Regions from separate parts of the Mus musculus genome. Here all the other regions are linked to region 5. Evidence: chromatin contacts called from public promoter capture Hi-C and targeted proximity ligation data. All regions are on one chromosome and are shown on one strand. The core of a region is the stretch at or near the end of the contact, and the rest is flanking DNA. Distances in the headings are between cores, read along the strand shown.

Region 1 (2,886 bases), core at 219-2,718, 640 kb before region 5:
GATGGTGCCAGGGCAACATCCCACCCCCTGTCCCACTTTGACTCACTCTCCTATCACTGTCAAGTAGGAAACAGGTCAGTAATAGTTATTAGAATAAGCATTCGAAAAATGCAAGTGACTAACTGTGTGTAGGTAAAACTGTCGAGAGATGCTCAAGGCAGAGGGGATGAAGAGGCCTTGAAAACCTGTTAGAACTGAACTCAAGACTGTCCCTCTTGGCATAATGGAAGTCTGGAAAGAAAACTTAAAGAGTAACTGTCTTTCCCAGTGTAATCCATTGCTGTCTTTTCCCTAACGTCACCAGCTAGGGTTAGATGCAGCCCAGGGGTAAGAGTGTTTGCCTCGCATGCACAGGGCTCTGAGTTCAGTTCCCAGTACCACACAGTCATCTGCAGTCCACCATGATCTAAGGAACCACCTTCGATGAGCCAAGCCTGGTGGCTAGATTCCGGGAACAGGACAGAACAGGGATAGTAACAGCATGGTCTGGCTGATACATAGGAAAAACATTCTAAAAAACTATATTCTTTAGAAGACACACATTTATATAACCTTGTATATATATACTTTTATATATTCATATTTATTTGTATTTATTACTTAGAAGCACGTGTGCCACTGTGCTTGTGTGGAGGTTAGGGAACAATTTGCTGGAGTCGCTTCAGTTTTTCTAACATATGGGTCCTGGGCGTGGCCTCGGGGCATCAGGCTTGGCAGCAAACGCTCTCACCAGTCCACATAAATATATTTCTTTTTCTTTTTTTTTTTTTTTTTTTCGTTTTTTTGAGACAGGGTTTCTCTGTATAGTCCTGAATATATCCTGGAACTCACTCTGTGGACCAGACTGGCCTCGGACTCAGAAATCCGCCTGCCTCTGCCTCCCAAATGCTGGGATTAAAGGCGTGCGCCACCACGCCTAGTGAAAATTAGGTTTTTAAGCACTCCTGAGGGTGGCAGTGGCGACTACAGGGGAGGGGGCCGAACGTCACCTGGGCCACGATTCCCTCCAGAGCCTTTGTTCAATCCTCCTTGTTGGACCCAGGTACCGTAGGAGGGCCTATCTGTCCGTCTTCCACATATGTTGGGGATTTTCGTTTGCAAAAGTGCCTCGACCTCTGGGGGAACTCCCTCGGAGCACCGCGCTGGGACCTTCTGCGACAATTGATGACACTGGCTTCTTCCTTCTGGTCGGACTTACTTCCTAATCTGCTTAGAGCTTAGAGGGCTCCAAACCTTAGAACACGCCAAGAGGAAGAACCTCCCAGCTAGATCGACTGTGCCCAACAACCACCGGACCCCTTCCCTCCTGCGCAGTCCTTATCCCTTCCCCAGAGATTCCGGACCCGTGCCTAAGGAGAAGACGGGTGCGAGGCGAAGGGACGGCGGTGAGACACAGCTTCAGGCGCGGAAGCAAGCTAGAAGGCGGAACCTAATACCCTAAAGGCACAGCCACCAGCGAGGCGGAGTCTGGAGAGCGGGCGTCCGGGGGAGGGGAGCAATGGCTCTTTGTTCCCGCCCTGGAGGCGGAGCCGAGGTCCGAGCCTGCAAAACGTGGTCCGCAGTGTAACCCAACCCCGACCCTCCGCTACGGCGCTCCGACCTTGGGATTCCTGGACACCGACCAGCGTCGCTCTCCTTCGGCCTCCCAGCCCTGCGTAGGCGCAGGTGCAGCCGCCTTCTGTGGGCCTGGTGCAATAGGACTGCGGCAACCATGGCGCGGGGAAACGCCCCTCGGGACAGGTGAGGTGGGAACCCATGTGCTGCGTACCGTGGCCCAGGTGGCCACGAGCCTTTGAATTCCCGCTCGTCTTGATGCTCCTGGGCTCAAAGACGAACGGGACTACAATTCCCATCAGCCGATTCCCTTAGCTGCTTGAGCCAGGGTGATGGGGATTGTAGTCCGTTCTACTGAGGGGCGGCTAGGGCGGCCCAGGCGTACGTCCTCGGGGTGACCTTCTGATTGATCCCCACAGCTACCACCTGGTTGGGATCAGCTTCTTCATTCTGGGACTGGGCACCCTTCTCCCCTGGAACTTCTTCATTACCGCCATCCCGGTGAGACCCGCGGCCGCTGGGCAACCTCATGGCCACAAACCAACATCCCTCCAGCCGTCTTGAACTGAGCCACTTTCCTCACCAGGCCACTTACTACAGCTCAGCCTGTCAGGGACAGCACCAAGCCTCATAGAGGGAACCGCCTCTCCCCTGGCTAGGCAAACTTTTAGGAAGGTACAGATCTCAGAGGTGCAGGGCCATCCACGTAGGGAGTCTGACCAGCAAAGGAGTTTCCATCCCATGCCCTTTGTCGTTATTTTTGGCCAGTCACTCCAAAGTGTCTTTTTTCCAAGCCTTTGGCTTTCTTTGCAATGACATGAGTTACAGTCATTCAACTAATAATTAATGAGCAACTACTGTAGACAGATGTGGAGGAAGGCCCGATTCCCCAAAGCATGCATTCTTTTATAGAAAGGCAGAAATCTATAGCTTGTTTTCTCCTTTTTGTTTTATTGTTGTTGTTGTTTTCGTTTTTTTCGAGACAGGGTTTCTCTGTGTAGCCCTGGCTGTCCTAGAACTCACTCTGTAGACCAGGCTGGCCTCGAACTCAGAGATCTGCCTGCCTCTGCCTTCTGAGTGCTGGGATTAAAGGCGTGCATCACCACTGCCTAACTTTTGTGTTTTCTTTAGAATAGGGTTATTCAAACATATTCAGTGGGTTAACTTCCCAGGTGTCTGTGGAGTGCTGGCATCGGTGCTGGACCCTGATACCCAAAGATGGATCAGCTACTGAATCTGAGAGACACAGAGCCAGGGCTATTAATAATGAAACAAGACACGTGCCAGGCCATTCCACCCTGAAGCAGAGAGCTATAAAGGTTCTCAAAAGAA
Region 2 (2,950 bases), core at 244-2,743, 640 kb after region 5:
CATTCCTCCCCTAGTCTCTGGCGCCTCCTTGTGGCTTCTGTGGGCCCCAGCCCTGCCCTGTGCTGAGGAGGTTCAGAATCCCTGAGAGAGCCAGTAGGCTCCATCAATTCACCCTGTAATCTAAGAACTAGGAAGTTGAAGCAGTACGCCTGGGAATTCTGGGTCATTCTTGACTACATAGTGTGTTCCAGATCAGCCTAGTTTATATGAGAGGATAAAAACAACACCAACAACAAAAACCGTAAATCCAAACTCCAGTCTGCCCTCCCTGACCCTCCCTTGGCAGTGCCATGGCATTGAATTTGAATCCTGAGTCTCTTTCCCAGCCTGATAGATCTGGAAAGAAATATATGCCTGTGTTTTCCCCATTTCAAATTGTGGACCTCATGGAGAAGGGGCTTCTGTAAAGATCAAATGAGAGACCTACAGTGGTTGGTTGGTTTTTTTTTTTTTTTTTTTTTGTTTTGTTTTTTTTTTACAGGGTTTCTCTGTATAGCCCTGGCTGTCCTGGAACTTACTCTGAAGACCAGGCTGGCCTGGATCCCAGAGATCTACCTGTTTTTGCCTCCCAAGTACTGGGATTAAAGGCGTGCACTCCCACACCACCACCCCAACATAACCCCTGTAATGTTTCTAGACCCCGTTAGATGGGATTTGGGTGTCCCACTCACTTTGCCCCTGCAAACATTCAGAATGCTTCCTCCCTCAACGCTGATGACTCGATCCTGTCAAGGTCTTCAGCTTGCAGTCTGGAAGGAGAGGCAAGCCCTCTAAGTAGGCCTTTAAACAAGTTGTTCAAAAGACACCAGAGCACCCTTCTCTTTGGTATCTGGCCTGTCACCATCAAGACCAACACAGATGGCCAGAAATAAAAAACCTCCCTGGACACAGCCAGCACCTCCACCTCCTTTGCCTCCATCAGCACATCTCAAACTTCTTGTGCCCTCCACGTTCCAGTTCAGGGCCTTGTTCCCGCCAAAGCCTTGAAAATCAGTCCCATCTAGGTCCACACGAGAATCTAGTTTCAGAGACCCCCTACCCTCAGCCTTCCAAAGCCGCAGTGTATTCATGCTAAATGAGTGTGCCCATCCTACCTCAACTACATGTCTCTGGGTTAGTTTTAAGGATTTAAAGGAGATCAGAAACTTTTGGGGGTAGATGGGTGTGTTGCCTTAGCGCCGCTTTCAAACCGAGGCCAGAGCGGACTACAACTCCCATCCGGCTTCAGGGCCGCAACCGTCCCTAGCCCCTCTGGCCTGGCTAAGGGACAGGCCGCTGGCCGGGTCCCGCGGGAAGTTGCGCTAGGCTCTGTCTAGGTTAGTGTCTCATGAGGGTCTAGGTGGCGCTGGGACTGGGGTGGCACCGTGATCAGAGGGGCCTTTTGCGACCCCAACGGACCCCCTCCAACCCCGCCCAGGAGTTACTTTTCGTGGCCCGCCCTCCCACTTCCTGGACGAGGGTCGGCCCCGCCCCCGCGCGCCTCCGCCTTCCCACCTTCACCTTCAGCCGCGGCTCCCATTGGCCGGCGCGCACCTGCCCGTCCGTCGGGGGCGGGCTTGGAGGGCGGGGCGGGCGACCAGGTGAAGGAGCGCGGGTGGCGACCGAGGAAGGTGACAGCGGGGAGGGCGGGAGGGAGGGGGGAAGCCGCGCAGAACGAGCCACGGGACCACAGACGGACCGCCGGGCGGACGGACGGACGGGGCATGCGGGCGGCCTGGCTCTAGCCCGGGTTTCGGGGCTCCAGCGGCAGCCATGGAGCAGCGGCTGCGTGCGCTGGAGCAGCTGGTACGGGGCGAAGCTGGTGGCAGCCCAGGGCTCGACGGCCTCCTGGATCTGCTGCTGGGGGTGCACCAAGAGCTCAGCAGCGCCCCCCTGCGCCGGGAGCGTAACGTGGCGCAGTTTCTGAGCTGGGGTGAGTGGTCCGGGCAACACCCGGGAAGGGAAGCTGGAGGGACGACAACACCTGGAGCTTTGTGCCCCCAGACCTTTTCCCGGGAGTGGCATATTCCTGAAACTTCCTCATTGTGCTGTATCTAACGCTTGCCGTTGGTCTCCACAGCCCGCTCGCTCACCTGCACCTTACTTCAAACTCCCAGAGACAGGTACATAAGGTACACTTCCCACATACCCTGCTACAGACCCCAGACATGTTGCCAATACACATCTTTCACAACGGTCACCTCATGCTCTACCTAGAACATACATTTAGGCGGACACCGTTTTGTGTGACATAAACATACAGACTTTCTCTATTTCCTCCGTTCTTCAAGAGGACGGGCACTTTGTTCTAGGACCCCTCTCACCTGTCACACACTCAAAAGTCCTCGTCCTTCACCTTGCAGACAAGTCTCCTTACTTCAATCCCTAGCCGGGACCAAGAACCAACCTCAACCCCTTTGGAGGATTTGGGGTCTTGTTAGAAGTGGTTTTATTTGATTCGTCTGAATCCTTGGGAATGGCTGACTTAGGGTGATCCTAAACCCAATGTGGGCACTGGACACATCTGGCCAGGCTTTGGTGAGGAGGGCATGGGAATTGGGCCTGAAACATGGGGTGTTTACCCTGTAGGCGATCAGAGTTCTTGGTGCTCCTGAGCTATGGGCAGACACAAGGCTAGGCCAAATATGGATGGGGGTCTACCAGCCAGTCCTGCCATTTCTTTCTGGGGTGAGAGCAGTTAGACGGCCCTGCCCCCGTTGCCTGCCTGTTTCTCTGTGACTCTTCTGTGTTTTACAAGTGTCTGATTTGTCATCACTCCCACATGACACCTGTACCTGGGTGTGTGCATGTGGCACATGTGTGTGTGTTTACACATATGTGTGTTTCTCCCTGCCTGCCTCTGGCACCTCTGCTTGGGACCCCAACACAGGGCATGTCTGTTGACTTCTCCCGAGGTAACTCCAAGGCCGGGTGTGACTCACGCCTCTCCTGCCCCAACTTGTCCCTGCTC
Region 3 (3,126 bases), core at 345-2,844, 740 kb before region 5:
TAGTTGGAGAGAGAGCCCTATGCCCCTTGTTCCTGGTCCTTCGCACATCTCCAGAAGCCCCTCAGAAGCCAGGCGAGCCTGTGAGAACTGACCTGGTACTCTTCTTCAGTAAGACCCTCAGCCAGGGCATGTTGGCGCAGCTGGTCAGGGTCCTGGGCACGGAAGAGGCGGCTAAGCAGGGCATAGATGTAGGGGGCTTCAGGGGATGTCTGGAGCAGCACTGCCAGGCCCCCATACCAAGCAGCTCTAGACAGGTGATGGGCATAGAGGCGCTCTGTGGGTGACAGCAGGCGGAATGCCTCCCTGCAGTCCAGGCTAGACACACCAATGTCATTGGGCAGGATGTACTGGGTATCTGCCATGAGCCCTGCAAGAACACATCACAGTCATCTCAGAGAGCGCAGCATCTTCGCGGCTGCTCTGAAAGCTCATGAGCTAACTAACTTCTTCCATCCAGAAGTCCAGGAGGGAGTAATCCAGTCGCATCCATTCACCTGAAATGCTGGGATTCAAAGACTCAAATACTTGCGGGCCAGCTTTGGCCTGTGGCCTCTCAGACTTAAAATCTGAATCCAATCACTTCATATTACAGATGAGGACACTAAGGCCCAGGATGCCAAGTGTACGAAGGAAGAACCGGCAGAACACAGCCTCATTACTAGACTCCCAGCCCCAGCCACTCCCTGCCTCATCTCCACCTTCTCAGATGTCCTAGTCTCTGTTCAGAATTTCCCAACACCTCTAGCTCATCACAACTGCTGACAAAGGCTTCATGCTGGATATCCACCCCACCGTCCCAACCCCGCTCCACCAAAAGGTCTAAAACCCAGGGCAGCCGCTTCACCTCCCTGCACTGCTCTTTGCTCCTCTGCAACACTGACTGTGAGTATGACACCAAGCTCAACAGCTGGGTATGAAATCCAGGACAGGGATGTGACCCAGTTGGTAGAGTTTGTCTAACCAACAACCAGGCCCAGGGTCAGATTCCAAGGTCAGTCTGGGGTACATAAAACCTTGTCAAAAAATAAATCAAAAACAGCAATGATATTTTGTCCCAGCTTTTCCCTCCTAGCATCTGCCCCAGTCTCATGTCTTTCTTCAGCCCTTCACTATCCTGTTTTCTTCTGTTGCTCTGTTGGGAAGCCATATAAGGGCACAACCCATTTTCCAGATAGGAACCATATGACATTTGGAAAGCAAGCAACTTATCCAAAGCTTTTCAGCTCAGTTGGGACCCAAGGAATTCCGAACCCACCACATTCTCCACGCTCCGCCCCTGGCTAAGGACACGTTTCCACCCTCTGTACTCCTTATTTGCGCGGCTCCGCCCCATCTACCCCTTCGCTCGGAAAGAGGTGTTAACTCTTTACTGCCTGGAAATTCTCCTTGCCCAAAAGCTGGGAGAGATTTGGAAGAGGCACTGAAGGGTGGACAGAAAGGGGATGATCTTGCATGCACAGCCAGGCCTCGCTCTGATCTCCTGAAGATGACACACCGTGACCCCAAAACCAAGGCGCTGTACCTCACCTGCTGCAGCTGCTCCGTTCGCAAACTCACTTCCTGCTTCCGGCTCCCCGCCCCATTCATTGGGACACAAGCCCCGCCCCTACCGACCCGTAGTCGCCCCAGGGATCAGACGGACAGCAGCTACAGCCAGTAGAAGAACCGAAGACAGTTCCTCCCCTCATCTTCTCCCCGCCCCCAAGCGCTACGGGTGGTGCCTGCCTTGCAAGGACCGCGAGGCCTTGGCCTTTTGTCTGCTGGCCCTCACTGCACAGAGGCGTGGCGTAGGGCGATGTTTGGTGAAAAAGTTTGAGTTTCTCAGTACCCCGCGTGGCTGCTGTCGGGTACCGACAGAGGGGACTGACAAGGTCCCCAAACGTGAGAGTTCCTATACATCGGGAGCCTCCACACATGTAGCTGGGAGCCTGCTCTCTTTGGGGTTTCACCTCCAGTGTCCCTACCCTGGATTTGGCAGTTAGGAACCTCCACTTAGAGAAGACTATAATAATGTGGACCCCCTCCTCCCTGGATTTAGGATTTGGAGATGCTATTTGGAGACTACGAAGCTCTTACAAAGAGTGTATGTAGGCTGTGCGAATAGTAGTCCCATCCACCAGTAGTCCCAGGGGTGCAGAAAAATGCTACAGGTGCTCCACTGGGTCGCCATGGAAGCCATCCTTAAAACATTGGGAACCCCAGTTTCCTCAACGCACTTGAAGTCGAGGCCAGCTAGTAGCTGGCACTTTCTTAGTGTGACCACTTGCCAGCTAGAATAGAAAAGCGGTCTCCAGTGACATTGACTGGAGGGCAGCCCAGGATGCAGACAAGCATGTTGTTTACTCTTGGTAGTCAGGGAGGAGTCTTTCTGGGTGACCCATGGCTCTTGCAAGTACTTGCTGACCAGATGTGGTAAGCACTGCAAAGAGCTGGGGCCTGACTTAGGCTGTCTAGGGTTCAATCAGATGTCTGTCTCCTACCAGCTGTGTGACTTTAGATAGCTCACTTCTCTTACTCTGGAACACTGTCAGCTTTACTTCAGGACTAAGTCTACCCAAGGGATGGGCAGCCATCAAGAGGTAGTGCTGTCCCCTAGAGTTGTGTAGGAGGTAGTGTTTCGGGACTGAAATCCAACACACCTTCCTTACCTTGCCTATTTAGAGGGGCCAGAGCAACCATGTGCTTAAGGCCAGCCTTGTCACCACAGCGCTAGTAGCTCTTGGTTCTGATTGGTGAGTGTCATTATAAGGGGGAATTCTGTAAAAATGTGTCCCGAGGAAAGTCCTCTTCTTTCCTTTTGCCTGTTCTCATTGTTTCTAGACGAGGTATAAAGTTGTCTGACTGAGACCCAGTTGAAATGTAAGTGTAACCAGATAGGAAAATAAGGGCTATCCATAGCCACCAAGGGCAAATTCAGGCAAGTGAAGGATCCCAGGGCCCAAGACCCCCAACCAAGCTGCATGGTGTCGTGTTATAACCGCAGTCAACAGGAGTGCATGTTAAATGAAGTCCTTTACCAGCGGCTTGCCATATAGAATTTCATTTAATTCTTGCAAAAACCCTGAGATAACATATCACTGTTGTACCAATTGCACAGGTGAGAGGACCTTTGATTTTATAAGACCT
Region 4 (2,764 bases), core at 156-2,655, 740 kb after region 5:
AGGCTAGGTGTGAGGGACATAACTGCTTGTGGCTGCCCCTCCCAAGTTCCTCGTCTCGGCCCATGCATCCAAGGCTTCCAGTTCCGAAACTGCAAAGCACCTACCCAATTTATAGACGCCTCTTTCTCTCTTGCCCAGTGGGGTGTCCCTCGCCCCATCTCTAGACAACGAACCTGGGTTCCCAGGGAGCCGCGTGTTCGTTCATTCATTCCTGGCTTTTTGAGGCTCCACTGGACCAAAACCAGCTCGCATTCTGTCCCAGCCCCTCCCCCAGGCCATCGCAAGGATCCGCAGCCCCACGCCCGCGACCTCCACCACGCCCGGGCCTCCGCCGCCCGCAGGAAGACGCCCGGGCCCGGGCAGGGTGAACCCCGTGGGAACGGTTTGTCTCGAAAACAGGAACCCGGACCGGGGGGCTGGGCGGGGCGCCCCTTCCCCACCGCAGTCCGCTTCCTGCCCCTCCCGGCTTCCTCCGTGCGACACCCAGGCGGGGCGCAGAGCCCGGGGGTGTCGCGGTGGGGGAGGGCTGCTGCACGCGGTCCCCACACCAACAGTGGCGCAGCCCCCCGCCCGCGGTTAAACTCTCTGGGGCGGCAGGGGAGGGGTTAATCTGCTTCAGGGCCCGGCGCGCGCGGGGCGAGAGGGGGAGTCCCCGGTGGAGGAGGCGCGGCGCGGGGTGCAGGGGCGGGGAGGGGGCGGGGCGGCAGGGCGCTGGGCCGCGGCGCGGAGACCGGGTGGGAGCCGCAGCCGCAGCGAGGCCGGCGGGCGGGAGCGCACGGAGGTGGCGCTGGCCGGGCAGGGTTCGGGGTCCGCGCTGCGGGTCCCAAGAGTGAGTGAGCGAGCACGCGCGCGGGTGGGGCGTGGGACACAGAGGGTGCGGCCCCTAGGGATCTCCTAGGGGCAGGCTGGCGGGGACTGCGGGTGGGTGGGGAATCTGCGGTCCTGGGTGGGACAGAGCTTGCGGAGGGGATGAGGCACTTAGAGCCACCCGCAGGAGGGGGGCGTTCGAGGCATTCCGGTGCTCGCCTGAAACGTATCTACCAGGCTCTTCCCTGCAAGTCCCCATTTGACAGATGGGAAAATTGAGGTTCAGAGAGACTAAATGATTCTCAAGGTCACCCAGCAAGGAAGTAACAGTCAGGAGGGAACGACTCTGAGAAGTCCTCGGGAGGATTCCCTAATGTAGGGGAGTCTGTGTAAGGGCGAGGTCCCTTTCCTTGGGACAAGGTTTTGGCGAGATCCAGGAATGTAAAGAACCCCAGGCTTTGGGGCTGCGAGCCCTGGAGCCTGGTTGAGGGGGGAGGGGCGGCAGAATGGGTGTGTGCGCAACCAGGGGGTATGTGGATGCGTGTGGGAGTGTACATGCGTGGAGATGCACTGTCTTTGCGTGTGTGCACACGTGTTCAGATGTCAGAGCTACTGTGATCGAGAGATCAGAGGCTGAGCTGGTTCAAGTGAACAGAAGGTCTGGGAGGTGAACTGCATTCAGGTTTGCATTCTGAAGTAAAGGACTTGGGTATGTGTGGCTGAGGATTTTCATTGCAGGTGTGCATGGGATGTGGGTGCCATTGTGTGTGATTAGGACGGGAGGTGTCTATGACCCTGGTGTGTGTGAAAAGGGTCTTCTTGCACTTAATGTAGGTCATTGGCCTTCGGCAAATACCTAGTCTAGAGAATAGGTGTTTGTTCCTGCATGGGTGCTTTTATAGTCCCCACTGATGACCAGGATTATTAATGGTGTCATGCAGGCCATGGCGCTAGCGGCCCCTTCTGGGCTCCCTACTCGGTGCTCTCACGCACAATTTAACTATGCAGCAGGGTGGGTGGGAAGGCGGGAGCCCAGGTTGGGAAGATATATGGCAATTCTGGAAGGGCTAGGACCGGACTCCTGGGACCTTAGTACTTGTGGGTTGGGAGTCCGCGGTTCCCAGGCTTTGGCTTCCCACTGACATCTCCCAACCGCAGTGGGCTACCCCTCCCACCCCCCGCCCCAGGAATGTTCTTCTCTCTAGCCCTCCTCCCCAAGGGCAGGCCCCTGGGGGATGCTACGGCCCCGCCTCCCACTCGGGGAGCCCAGGAGGGGGAGATGTAGGCAGGACTCCTGGGTTCCCTCCTCCCTCCTTCCATCCCAGGGAGAAATTCCTCCGAGGTCCCCTCAGGCACTGGGTTCCCAAAATAACCCTGCGGGGGAAGGGAGGCTGTGAAGGGAGGGGAAGCGGGAGGAGTGCAGAGTCAAGCTGTGGGGTGTTGCAGGTGCCTGTGGGGAGCAAATGCAAGGAGAGGAGGGCCCGCCAGGAGGCTTGGGGCACTAACTAACCCCTGGGGTCCTGGCTCGTCCCTTATTCTCGTAGAACCCTTCTAACCTCCCGCGACTCCGCGGGTGGGCCGGAAGCCTCTCAGCTAGTCCATTTCCCAACTAGCGAGTTGCACCATCCCGGGGCAGGACCGTTTAACCCTAGAGGGGCAACGGCAGGCAACTCCGCCCATGCCCAGCAGGGGGCGTGCCCACTCCGCCCCGTTCCTACGCGCCGAGCCGCTCCCCCCACCTCCCGCGCCTCTGCTGACTCCCACTTCTCCCAGGACAGGGGTCCGAATTGAGCACCGTGGGAGGCTCTGAGAGTGTAGCTTGGGTCTAGCCTACTGGCACCGGCAGCCATGACGAGCACTCTGGACCTGGACAAGGGCTGCACCGTGGAGGAGCTGCTCCGTGGTTGCATCGAAGCGTTTGGTGAGTTGCATGCAGCACGAGGGGTCACACCCAGCT
Region 5 (3,134 bases), core at 430-2,929:
AACTCTGTGACGCTTTAATACAGTTCCTAATGCGGTGGTGACCTCACAGCCAGAAAATTATTTTCATTGCTACTTCACCACTGTAATTTTGCTGCCCTTAAGAATCATAACATGAGCCGGGCAGTGTTGGCACACGCCTTTAATCCTAGCACTCGGGGAGGCAGAGGCAGGCAGATTTCGAGTTCAAGGCCAGCCTGGTCTACAGAGTGAGTTCCAGGATAGCCAGGGCTACACAGAGAAACCCTGTCTTGAAAAACAAAAAGAAGAAGAAGAAGAAGATAAATATCTCAAGTGTGACCCCTGTGAAAGGACTGCTCGACCCTCAAAGGGGTCCCAGCACACAGGTTGAGAACTGCTGCTTCTGGACTTGTCAGAGCTGCACCTGCCTACTCTGCCCGTGTGCGTAGGAGTAAGGCAGCCTTGTGAGGGGAGACGGGAGAGGCTCAAGGTCTCACAGGATGTAAGGCTGAAACACCCAAGGCCCCAGGGACCTACTAAGTGCGGAAATGTGGTGAAGCTACACTAGGCAGGTGCAAAAGGTGTGAGAAGGCCGAGCCTACCTCGGCGTGAGCTAGGAATGGAGCCAACAGCTGGGGCAGGGGCAGGCCTCCATTAGTACTTTTTTTTGCATCATCCAGTGGCATCAAGGGGGCCAGGCTGGGAGGGGACAGGGAGCAGCTCCACGGTGCCCCTCAGCTGGGTCTCCAGAACCAAACAAGAGCAGACCTCCTCAGGGTCTTCCTGTCTGTCTGTCTGTCTTCTAGGATAAGCTCTGATGCTGCACTTCATGAGTTCTTTGAAGACTCCTTGGAAACTGAAAGGTGAAGCCAACTATGTCCGTGTGTGAACTGTGCAGGCCCCAGGTCCATAGACCAAGCTGTGGGCACAGACTGAGGCCGCAGTGCCGGGAGGAGCCCTGGGAATGTGTGCAGCCCAGTCCAGGAGCTCCCTCTTGTTCTGGCCCTGCCTTAAGGGGTGTACTTGGGCTCTGCCCCCCACCCCTCATCTTCACACAAGGTCCATTGAGGCCAGGACATTCCTTGCAGCCTGTGTCACTGAGGGGGGAAAAGGGGGGTGCCCCGCCCCCACAGATCCGGAAGGCCTGGCTGCCCCAGGAGGAGGCGCTGGATGCTTCCCAGCACATCTGGAGGTCGTGACCCTATTTCTGTTGCCAGGGAGTGCTGCAGATGTTTCCTCCCAGGCCAGACTCAGGATTGCAAAGGCTGGGAAAGAGGTCACACTGGGAAAAGGGGAGCCCCAGAATAGGGGGAGCCCCACACACTCAGCAGCAGGAGCAGCTGCCAGCATTGCTGAGAAAAGTCCAGAACCAATGAATCCACTCAGTGGAGCTCTGAATCTGCTCATGCAGAGGAGGGAGTGGGAGCTGCCAGCAGGAGACAGAACACTGGACGTGCTGACTCGGGGCTGGACTGGGGCAGGAGGTTGGGTGGGGTACGTGTAGCGAAAGCAGCCAATAGTCCCGTTCCTCCCCACACTACAAGGGTTCACGTCCAGGCTACTTTGTTGGGTATCCAGCCCGAACCTGGTGCCTCCCGATCCCTGATCCCGCCAGTACCTCTCGGGCTCAAGCTGGCCACCGCTGCCTTCCGCACCAAGGTCCCGCTGCCTGCTCACACCGCTCCCGGCGCCTCCGCTCCGCCTGGGGGCGGGGCCAGGATGGAGGCGGTACGTAGTGGAGGGGCGGGACTACCCGGGAGCTGTCTAAGGCGGGAAGCACAGTGGGTGGGGACCTCCGACAGGAACCTAGGCAGCCCCGGACAGCCTGAAGTTCTCTGTCCCAGCCTTCAGCTGCTCTTTTAACTCCCGGTCCTAGCCCAGTCAGTGACTTCACCGAGAAATGGGAACAAATGTACCTGCCTTCCAGACCAATTGGAGCGCTAGAGGCCACTTAGTGTCCTGCTGTGGCTCAGCAGACAGCAGGTATTAGGGCCAGAAACTATTTCACTCTTTAAGGGCTGGGCCAAGCTAGATAACTGATCTACACAGGCTACCATTTATGCAATGGCGAACACCATTAAATCCAGCACTCTGAAGGCAGAGGCAGGTGGATCTGAGGTCAAGGCCAGCCTGATGTACATAGGGAGTACATAGTAAGCCCCTGTCTCAAAAACGAAATAGAATCCTTTCTATTCACCTGTTATTTTCTTTAAGCTTGGAACAAATGAGGTTGAGCAGTCTTTGATCAAGATCAAGGCTGATGGATGTGTGAGCCACCTGGGCATAGAGGACTGCTTGAAAAGCAGAGGCTCAGCTCTCTCCTTTATCCTCTCACTTCTTTCTCCTCTTCCCTTTGTCTTTTCTCTCCTTTCTCTTTCTTCTTCTCTAGCCTTCCCCGTCCCCACACACTCTCTCTCTCTACCTTTTCTCTTCCCCCCTGCATTTCTATAATAAAGCTCTTAAACCATTAAAAAAAAAAAAAAAAAAAGAAAGGCAGAGGCAGGTGAGGAAGGCAGCCCATCCCACCTCATGTCTGCCTGGAGCCCAGCAGTCTGACCCCTTATCCCTCACACTCTTCTGACTTCAGCCTCCCTGCCTCCGGCACCTCTACCAACCTCACCTCGTCCCACAGAAAATAAAACTGCCAACCAAAATCAAAAATAGTGTTATTAATTTGGTGTCTCTGAAGCACAGAAAAAAAAAGAAAGAAAAATGACAAAAGAACGAATGAACCCACCCTTGCCACATATCGGGCCCCAGGTCCAGGCTAAGGAGGCCAGCCTTGGGGGCAGTGCAGGCCCCAGAGGCAAAGTCAGTCCTGGCCATGGGCTCCAATGAGGGACCAGCCCATGGGTTTGGCTCTTAGGGCCTGGCTAGGAGGCTGCTGCCTCAGTTTGGGATCCAGGCCACGGATCAGGGAGAGAAGTCTAGGTCACTGAGTTGTGACACTGAAGTAGCCAGATATCAGGGTGCAGACACCAGAGCCAAAGCCAATCAGTTCTGTAGTCCAGCAGAGTCCGAGTTACTGAGTCCCGGGATGCGATCCAGCAGAGGCCAGGCTGACTCCTCAGTACTGATGCTCCAGCAAGGGCTGGGCAGCCGGGCTCTCGCGTTCCTCAGCAGGGACAGGCCAGTCACCTGGGGCACCGGAGGGTGTGCAACCCTCAGGAATACTG
Region 6 (2,980 bases), core at 273-2,772, 720 kb after region 5:
ACTCAAGAATACAAACAATCAGCCTGTGGACACACAGCAAGATAGTGCTGGGGTCAGTACATGGGCTGCAATGGAGACAGCCTAAGACTAGAAGGGAGAGCCTAGTACCGGTGGGTGAGTGGAGAAAAGTGACAGACAAGGCTCCTTGAAGTCACAGAGCTAACACAAAATACCTGCCCACTGTAGAGCCTGCGTGAGAACAGGAGAGAGAGCCTCTAGTCGCCTCCCGCTATTATCCAGGAGTTGGTTAGTTGGTTGGGTTTTGTGATGGTAGAAATTGAGTGCATTGTCTCAGCCCTCTATTATGGCGCACACCTTTAATCCAGTACCTGAGAGGCAGAGGCAGGTAGATCTCTGAGTTGGCAGCCAATCTGGTCTACAGAGCAAGTTTCAGGACAGCCAAGGCAACACAGAGAAACTCTGTCTTGAAACACCATACATAAACAAAATGAAAACTAAAAATAGAAGACTTGAACTTATGGTCCTACTGTATCAGCTTCCTAAGTAGCATTCCGGGCTGGTGACACCCCCATTTATCCCATGTCATGAACTCCTGGGGATTGTTGTCTTTCACACACACACACACAGAGGCACACACACACAGAGGCACACACGCACACACACAAACACACACACACACACCCCGCAGACCACAGGACTATAGTTCCCAGTAGCCCCTGCTTCAGGCTGCAGCCTCAGCCAAAGCTGTCCTGTAACCCGACCAACCATCCCCTCTGGAAAAGGTCACTTCAGAGCTCCTTGAAGGACAGCTGACAGGGGGAAGCTCAGAAGCACCAGGCGTTGGTGGGGGTGGGGTGAAAGCAGTGGCTCTCCCCCCACCCCAGACATCTCTCCTTCCCCACAGTGCTCCCTGCAACCCAGGGGCTTGGTCTCCCTCCACGGCTGCCAGCCTCTTCTGTATTAGCAGTGCCTCTGTTTAGGACACAGACTCAGCTTATGGCTCTGCTGTCCATGCTCACAACCTCCAAGTCTCAGTGCAGCCATGTCCCAGTGAGAAGTGGCTGTGACCAGCTTAATAGCCACTTCGTCATGCCCCACTGGTGGTACTCTAAGCAGATGTCACACACAAACCCTGCTGCTCGGAGGAAAGGAGAAAGTGTCCTGTATTTGTGACAGCCCTTTGGCCTCTCTAAAGAGGATCTCCAATCCAGTCCCACCTTTTATCTGTAGCTCAAGAAAGGTCCCAGATTGGATAATGTCTTAGACAAAGTCTCAACCAGAATGCGTTAGGCAAGCCTCAGGCCTTCCAAATTGGTCCCCCTGTTCCAGTCTTTCAAAAGCCAAGGGCCAGTGGATAAGACCAGAAGGCTTAGGAAACCTGGAAGAAGTGGGTCAGCTGTGAACACACCCCTCTCTGGGCTGTGGAGAGCTTGTTCCTCCCTCCTCTCCTCTCTGCTTCCCCCCAAAATAGCTCCCTGAGCTTCACGGCCAAGACCCTCCCACGTCCGGGGAGGCGTGGCATGCTGCCCTGAGCCAGGCTTTAAATCCCCTCACAGCTGGGCAGCTCCACTCCCTGGTTGGAGGCAGCTAGGAGGCCATCATCTGTCCAGTTCGGCCCACCCTCTCACAGCCATGTCCAGGCCTCTTTCAGACCAGGATAAGAGAAAGCAAATCAGCGTTCGTGGCTTAGCCGGAGTGGAAAATGTGTCGGAGCTAAAAAAGAACTTCAACCGCCACCTGCATTTCACCTTGGTCAAGGATCGCAATGTGGCTACTCCGAGAGATTACTATTTTGCACTGGCCCACACTGTCCGGGACCACCTCGTGGGACGCTGGATCCGCACACAGCAGCATTACTACGAAAAGGACCCCAAGGTGCTACAGGAGGGGACACCCTGGGTGGGAATTAGCAGGGAGTTGGGCCTGGCAGAGAGTTGAGACATCTCAGGCATGTGGCAGCTCCTTTCTGAGGCCCAAGTTTTCTACAGAAAAATCATTTGCTGTTTTAGGAGTTTGGGATTGCAGGATCTAAGGGTGCTAGACAGAACACTGAGGAGGGAGACCCAAGGGTGCTCGGGGTAGGCTACACGTGCTAGATAGGGTTGGAGGGGCTGCTGGTAGGCAGGAAATGTATACCCCTGTGGCCTGATTTGGACCTGGCATGGAAGGACATGTCATCAGATGTGTGCACGGTACAGTCTGCTTGTGCCACAGGCAGGGCAAAGCTGGGGCAGCTGGCGTCGTGGGTATCAAGTATCTGGCAGGGTCACTGGTAAATGTCAGGAACTTAACCCCACAACCAGGATCGGGGAGGGCCAGGGAGGGCCCCAGGAAATGGGAAGGCCGTGCCTTCAGCATCTTCATGCTTCTGCTCGTGTCCGGACTGAGGCTTAGGGACGAGGGGGAGCAGCATTGCATGGACAGAAGGCAGTTCCAGCCCTGAGTCACTGTGCGACCTTGAAAATGACTTTTTCCTCCGGGCCTTGGCAAGGTCTTCTCGGGGAACACTCAAAGCTGCTTCTCAATACCTCAAAAGGGGTCCCCACTTCTCACAAGCACCTTAACCCCTGAGATAGGCCTGGCTAGCCTTACTCTCTAGAAGAGAAACCAAGCCAGATGGAAAGGCATTTCAAAGGAACACAGGGACCAACACCTCTGTTGGGCCCCAAAGTCTGAAATAGCCACTCTGAGCAGGCAGACAAGAACTGCTGACAGAGACGAGACATTCTGGGGCCTGGCGGTAGGGCAGGAGGGTGAGAGGTGCAGGCCCAGCTGTTCCTGCCTGAATGTCAGTGGGGTGGCCCTGACCCCTCTTCCCCGTTGCCTGTCTCTGGGCAGAGGATCTACTACCTGTCTTTGGAGTTCTACATGGGCCGGACACTGCAGAACACCATGGTGAACCTGGCCTTGGAGAACGCCTGTGATGAGGCCACTTACCAGGTGGGGGAAGCACTTAAGGTTGGGTGGGGGGTGTCTTATGCTGGCACTTGGGCCTGACGGCTGCCTCCCCTTCCCTTAG
Region 7 (2,813 bases), core at 80-2,579, 670 kb after region 5:
CAGAAAGATCACATATCCTTCTTTATGACTCTCTCTGTCTTCTTCCCTTTACACAGGCTCTCTCTCTGAACCTGCAGCTAGGTCGTTAGGCAGGAAGTCCCAAGACCCTCCTCCCTTTAACCCCCACACTGACCCCATTCCCCATCCATGCCCTATAATGCTAGGATTCCAAACGTATAAGTGAATTCTGGGTATTTGAACTCAGGTCCTCCTACTGGTACAACAAAAGGCTCTCAGCTGCTACATCATCTCCTCAGCTTCATCTATTGAGGTCTTGGTCTCAGACAAAAAGACTTCGTTTTGGAAACAGGGTCATTACAGACTTCGTGAATTAAGATGAGGTCATGAAGCCTTGTGGGAGGGGTGGTGCCATGTGGACTGGTGGTGAACATCTATAATCCCAGCATGGTGGAGGCTGAGGCAGGAATATTGTGAGTCTGTGGCCAGTCTGAACTAAAAAGCAAGATCCTGTCTAAGGTAAAACTGACCTTGAACTTCCTGATTTTTTTTTTCTTTTCTTTCCTTAATTTTATTTTACCTATGTGTGTGCATAAGGTGCCTGCTTGGAGCCTGCAGAGGACAGCAGAGAACATTGGACCTCCTAAAGTGGGGCTAAAGACCCAGTTGTGAGCAAACATGTACATACTGGGAACGCAGGGTCCTGAGCCAGAGCCGCCAGGGCTCTTAACTCTGAGTCATCTCTGAAGTCCACCCTGAGTTCCTTGCCTCTAATTTCAAGGACTGGTATTGGATCATAGACCAGTCTTGCCTTGAGCTCACCAAAATCCTTCTGCCTCCGCCGTACTGTGTTCAGCCTTGCATTCTTTTTAGGTGTGGATGTTTCGTCTGCCTTTTTATGTGTGTGCACCAAGTCAAGCTTGGTGGAGGTCAGAGAAAAGCATGGGTCCTCTGGAAGTGGAGTTACAGATGGTGAGCCACAATGTGGGTGTGGGGACCTAAACTTGATCCCAGGTCCTTTGCAAAAGCAACAAGTGCTCTGAACAGCTGAACCAGGTCTCCAGCCTCCTTGTAGTGTTTTAGAGCAACAGTTTCCCTCACATCTTAAACTGGCCATAATACACACTGCAGGGGCGCTACTGCGCCTGAGTTTAATCCTAGGACTACAATCTCCCAGAAGTCACGGAGGAACTTCTTCTGGCGTGATCCTAGATGACCAATCGTTGAGGAGCTCAGCTTACCCGCCCTGGAGCAGCAGGACTACTTCTTCCATAAGCCATTGCGGGTTTGGCTGTCATTTTCAGATTTAGAGAGGGCCGGGTGAGCAAGGACTCCCCATTTCCCAGCAGGCAGTGCGGCCATAGGAGGCGCGGGACTTCATTTCCCAGCAGGCTTCAGGCGGCGGGCGCCGCGGTGCCTTGTGTGGGATGTAAGCGCGGAGGTGGGCGCGGGGGACCGAAGCCGGGACTCTCCTTGGGACTTGTGGGAGGCTGGTTTGGGTTTGCCTTCTGGACAGGCTCCAGAGGGCCGGGTAGAGATTGTAGGGACTGGAGGGGCGGCCTTTGAGGGTCCCCAATAGGTCTTTGGGAGCAGCCTCATCGGGGCTGGGGGTCCCGGAATTGTAAGGAACTAGAAGGCCCTATATAGCCTTGGTTGAAGGGTCTCAGAAACCGAGCCGCCGCCCGTGAGCACAGGACGAAGCGGCTGGCGAAGCAGAATTGTGGCGGAGGGTAGAGCCTTAGCCGAGCCTGGGAGGGGGCTCTCTCGCCGAGCCCGACCCTCCCTCCCTCGGCTCGCCCGCAGGCCACCGCCCGCCGCCATGGGGCTGAAGGCCGCCCAGAAGACGCTGTTCCCTCTGCGCTCTATCGACGACGTGGTGCGCCTGTTTGCTGCAGAGCTGGGCCGAGAGGAGCCTGACCTGGTGCTCCTGTCCTTGGTCCTGGGCTTCGTGGAGCATTTCCTGGCTGTCAACCGTGTCATCCCCACCAACGTGCCGGAGCTCACCTTCCAGCCCAGCCCCGCACCCGACCCTCCTGGTGGCCTCACCTACTTCCCGGTGGCCGACCTATCCATCATTGCTGCCCTCTATGCCCGATTCACCGCTCAGATCCGCGGCGCTGTGGACCTCTCCCTCTATCCTCGAGAGGGAGGTGTTTCTAGTCGCGAACTGGTAAAAAAGGTCTCGGATGTCATATGGAACAGCCTCAGCCGCTCCTACTTCAAGGACCGGGCCCACATCCAGTCCCTCTTCAGCTTCATCACAGGTTGGAGTCAGACAGGTGGTCAGGAGAGCAAATGAGTGTTGTCTTACCTCTTCTCATGTCTGAACAATATGGCTTATAGCCCTTTTGAGACTTGTAAACCTTGTGTGGTGGGGCAGGTATTATTTCTCCTTCGCAGTTGTGGAAAGAGAATTCTGAAGAGGGGAATGTCAGAATGACAGGGCTGAGACTGGAACCTGGTCATTTGGTGCCAGCTTTTACTCCCCAGTCTTTCAACAGTCCCAGCCCTGCCATTGAATAGCCAGAGGGATCTGGCAGCCCAACATATGGGGAAAGAAGGTGGTAGCAGACTGGGGAGGTAGGACAAATGGGTGGGTACATTTGAGACAATTAAGATTATACCTTTGAAAATATTTTGAAAGGAAGCACGGGCTTGACTAAGGACAAAGTGCTTCAGCTCTCCGTGCAATGTACTGAGCAAGCATCTGAGGCCTCTTGTGAGCTTTGAGGAAAAAAGTGCAGAGATAAATCAGAACATGAAGAAGGGAGGGGTGGGGGTTCGTGGGGTCATGGGCTTGCTCTCCTTGACACAGTCTGATAGCTGTACAATAGACACTGGGTTAAGTCATTATG

What was found. Promoter capture Hi-C pulls out the DNA fragments that hold promoters and counts their contacts. Capture Hi-C pulls out chosen DNA fragments and counts their contacts.
Region 1: a contact with region 5 is called in a promoter capture Hi-C map of liver, with 5 times the contacts expected there. A contact is called at or near these places in 1 of 39 promoter capture datasets (liver) and 2 of 130 datasets of targeted methods (bone marrow-derived macrophages and pancreatic cancer cells).
Region 2: a contact with region 5 is called in a targeted proximity ligation map of embryonic stem cells, with 3 times the contacts expected there. A contact is called at or near these places in 1 of 39 promoter capture datasets (hippocampal neurons), 1 of 484 Hi-C or Micro-C datasets (embryonic stem cells), 3 of 130 datasets of targeted methods (craniofacial prominence, embryonic stem cells and pancreatic cancer cells) and 1 of 9 other capture datasets (liver).
Region 3: a contact with region 5 is called in a promoter capture Hi-C map of liver, with 5 times the contacts expected there. A contact is called at or near these places in 3 of 39 promoter capture datasets (liver and pre-B cells) and 1 of 9 other capture datasets (pancreatic islet).
Region 4: a contact with region 5 is called in a promoter capture Hi-C map of the SN4741 cell line, with 3 times the contacts expected there. A contact is called at or near these places in 5 of 39 promoter capture datasets (the SN4741 cell line, embryonic stem cells, hippocampal neurons and 1 more), 1 of 484 Hi-C or Micro-C datasets (CD8 T cells) and 1 of 130 datasets of targeted methods (double positive thymocytes).
Region 6: a contact with region 5 is called in a promoter capture Hi-C map of liver, with 3 times the contacts expected there. A contact is called at or near these places in 3 of 39 promoter capture datasets (embryonic stem cells, hippocampal neurons and liver), 2 of 130 datasets of targeted methods (double positive thymocytes and pancreatic cancer cells) and 2 of 9 other capture datasets (adipose tissue and liver).
Region 7: a contact with region 5 is called in a promoter capture Hi-C map of liver, with 4 times the contacts expected there. A contact is called at or near these places in 13 of 39 promoter capture datasets (the HPC-7 cell line, cranial neural crest, embryonic stem cells and 8 more), 1 of 484 Hi-C or Micro-C datasets (CD4 T cells), 2 of 130 datasets of targeted methods (large pre-B cells and pancreatic cancer cells) and 1 of 9 other capture datasets (liver).

What each region holds. Positions count from the first base shown.
Region 1 is chr19:5,022,538-5,025,423 of GRCm38.p6, forward strand. It overlaps Slc29a2 (solute carrier family 29 (nucleoside transporters), member 2), which reads left to right and starts at 1,469. Exons shown (of 12, transcript NM_007854.3): 1 at 1,469-1,740; 2 at 1,974-2,055. The coding sequence starts at 1,712.
Region 2 is chr19:6,304,964-6,307,913 of GRCm38.p6, forward strand. Cdc42bpg (CDC42 binding protein kinase gamma (DMPK-like)) reads left to right here and starts at 1,494. Exons shown (of 37, transcript NM_001033342.1): 1 at 1,494-1,912. The coding sequence starts at 1,753. Gm52380 (a long non-coding RNA gene) reads right to left here and starts at 1,583. Exons shown (of 3, transcript XR_003952842.1): 1 at 1,501-1,583; 2 at 672-749.
Region 3 is chr19:4,926,693-4,929,818 of GRCm38.p6, forward strand. Dpp3 (dipeptidylpeptidase 3) reads right to left here and starts at 1,595. Exons shown (of 18, transcript NM_133803.2): 1 at 1,528-1,595; 2 at 93-367. The coding sequence starts at 362. It also overlaps a transcript of Peli3 not described here.
Region 4 is chr19:6,399,136-6,401,899 of GRCm38.p6, forward strand. It overlaps Rasgrp2 (RAS, guanyl releasing protein 2), which reads left to right and starts at 1,406. Exons shown (of 17, transcript NM_011242.3): 1 at 1,406-1,516; 2 at 2,586-2,728. The coding sequence starts at 2,656.
Region 5 is chr19:5,662,028-5,665,161 of GRCm38.p6, forward strand. It overlaps Sipa1 (signal-induced proliferation associated gene 1), which reads right to left and starts at 1,680. Exons shown (of 17, transcript NM_001164480.1): 1 at 1,577-1,680. Pcnx3 (pecanex homolog 3) reads right to left here. Exons shown (of 35, transcript NM_144868.3): 35 at 2,608-3,134. The coding sequence ends at 3,026.
Region 6 is chr19:6,382,886-6,385,865 of GRCm38.p6, forward strand. It overlaps Pygm (muscle glycogen phosphorylase), which reads left to right and starts at 1,523. Exons shown (of 20, transcript NM_011224.2): 1 at 1,523-1,836; 2 at 2,800-2,901. The coding sequence starts at 1,594.
Region 7 is chr19:6,333,684-6,336,496 of GRCm38.p6, forward strand. Men1 (multiple endocrine neoplasia 1) reads left to right here and starts at 1,330. Exons shown (of 10, transcript NM_001168489.1): 1 at 1,330-1,399; 2 at 1,762-2,222. The coding sequence starts at 1,778.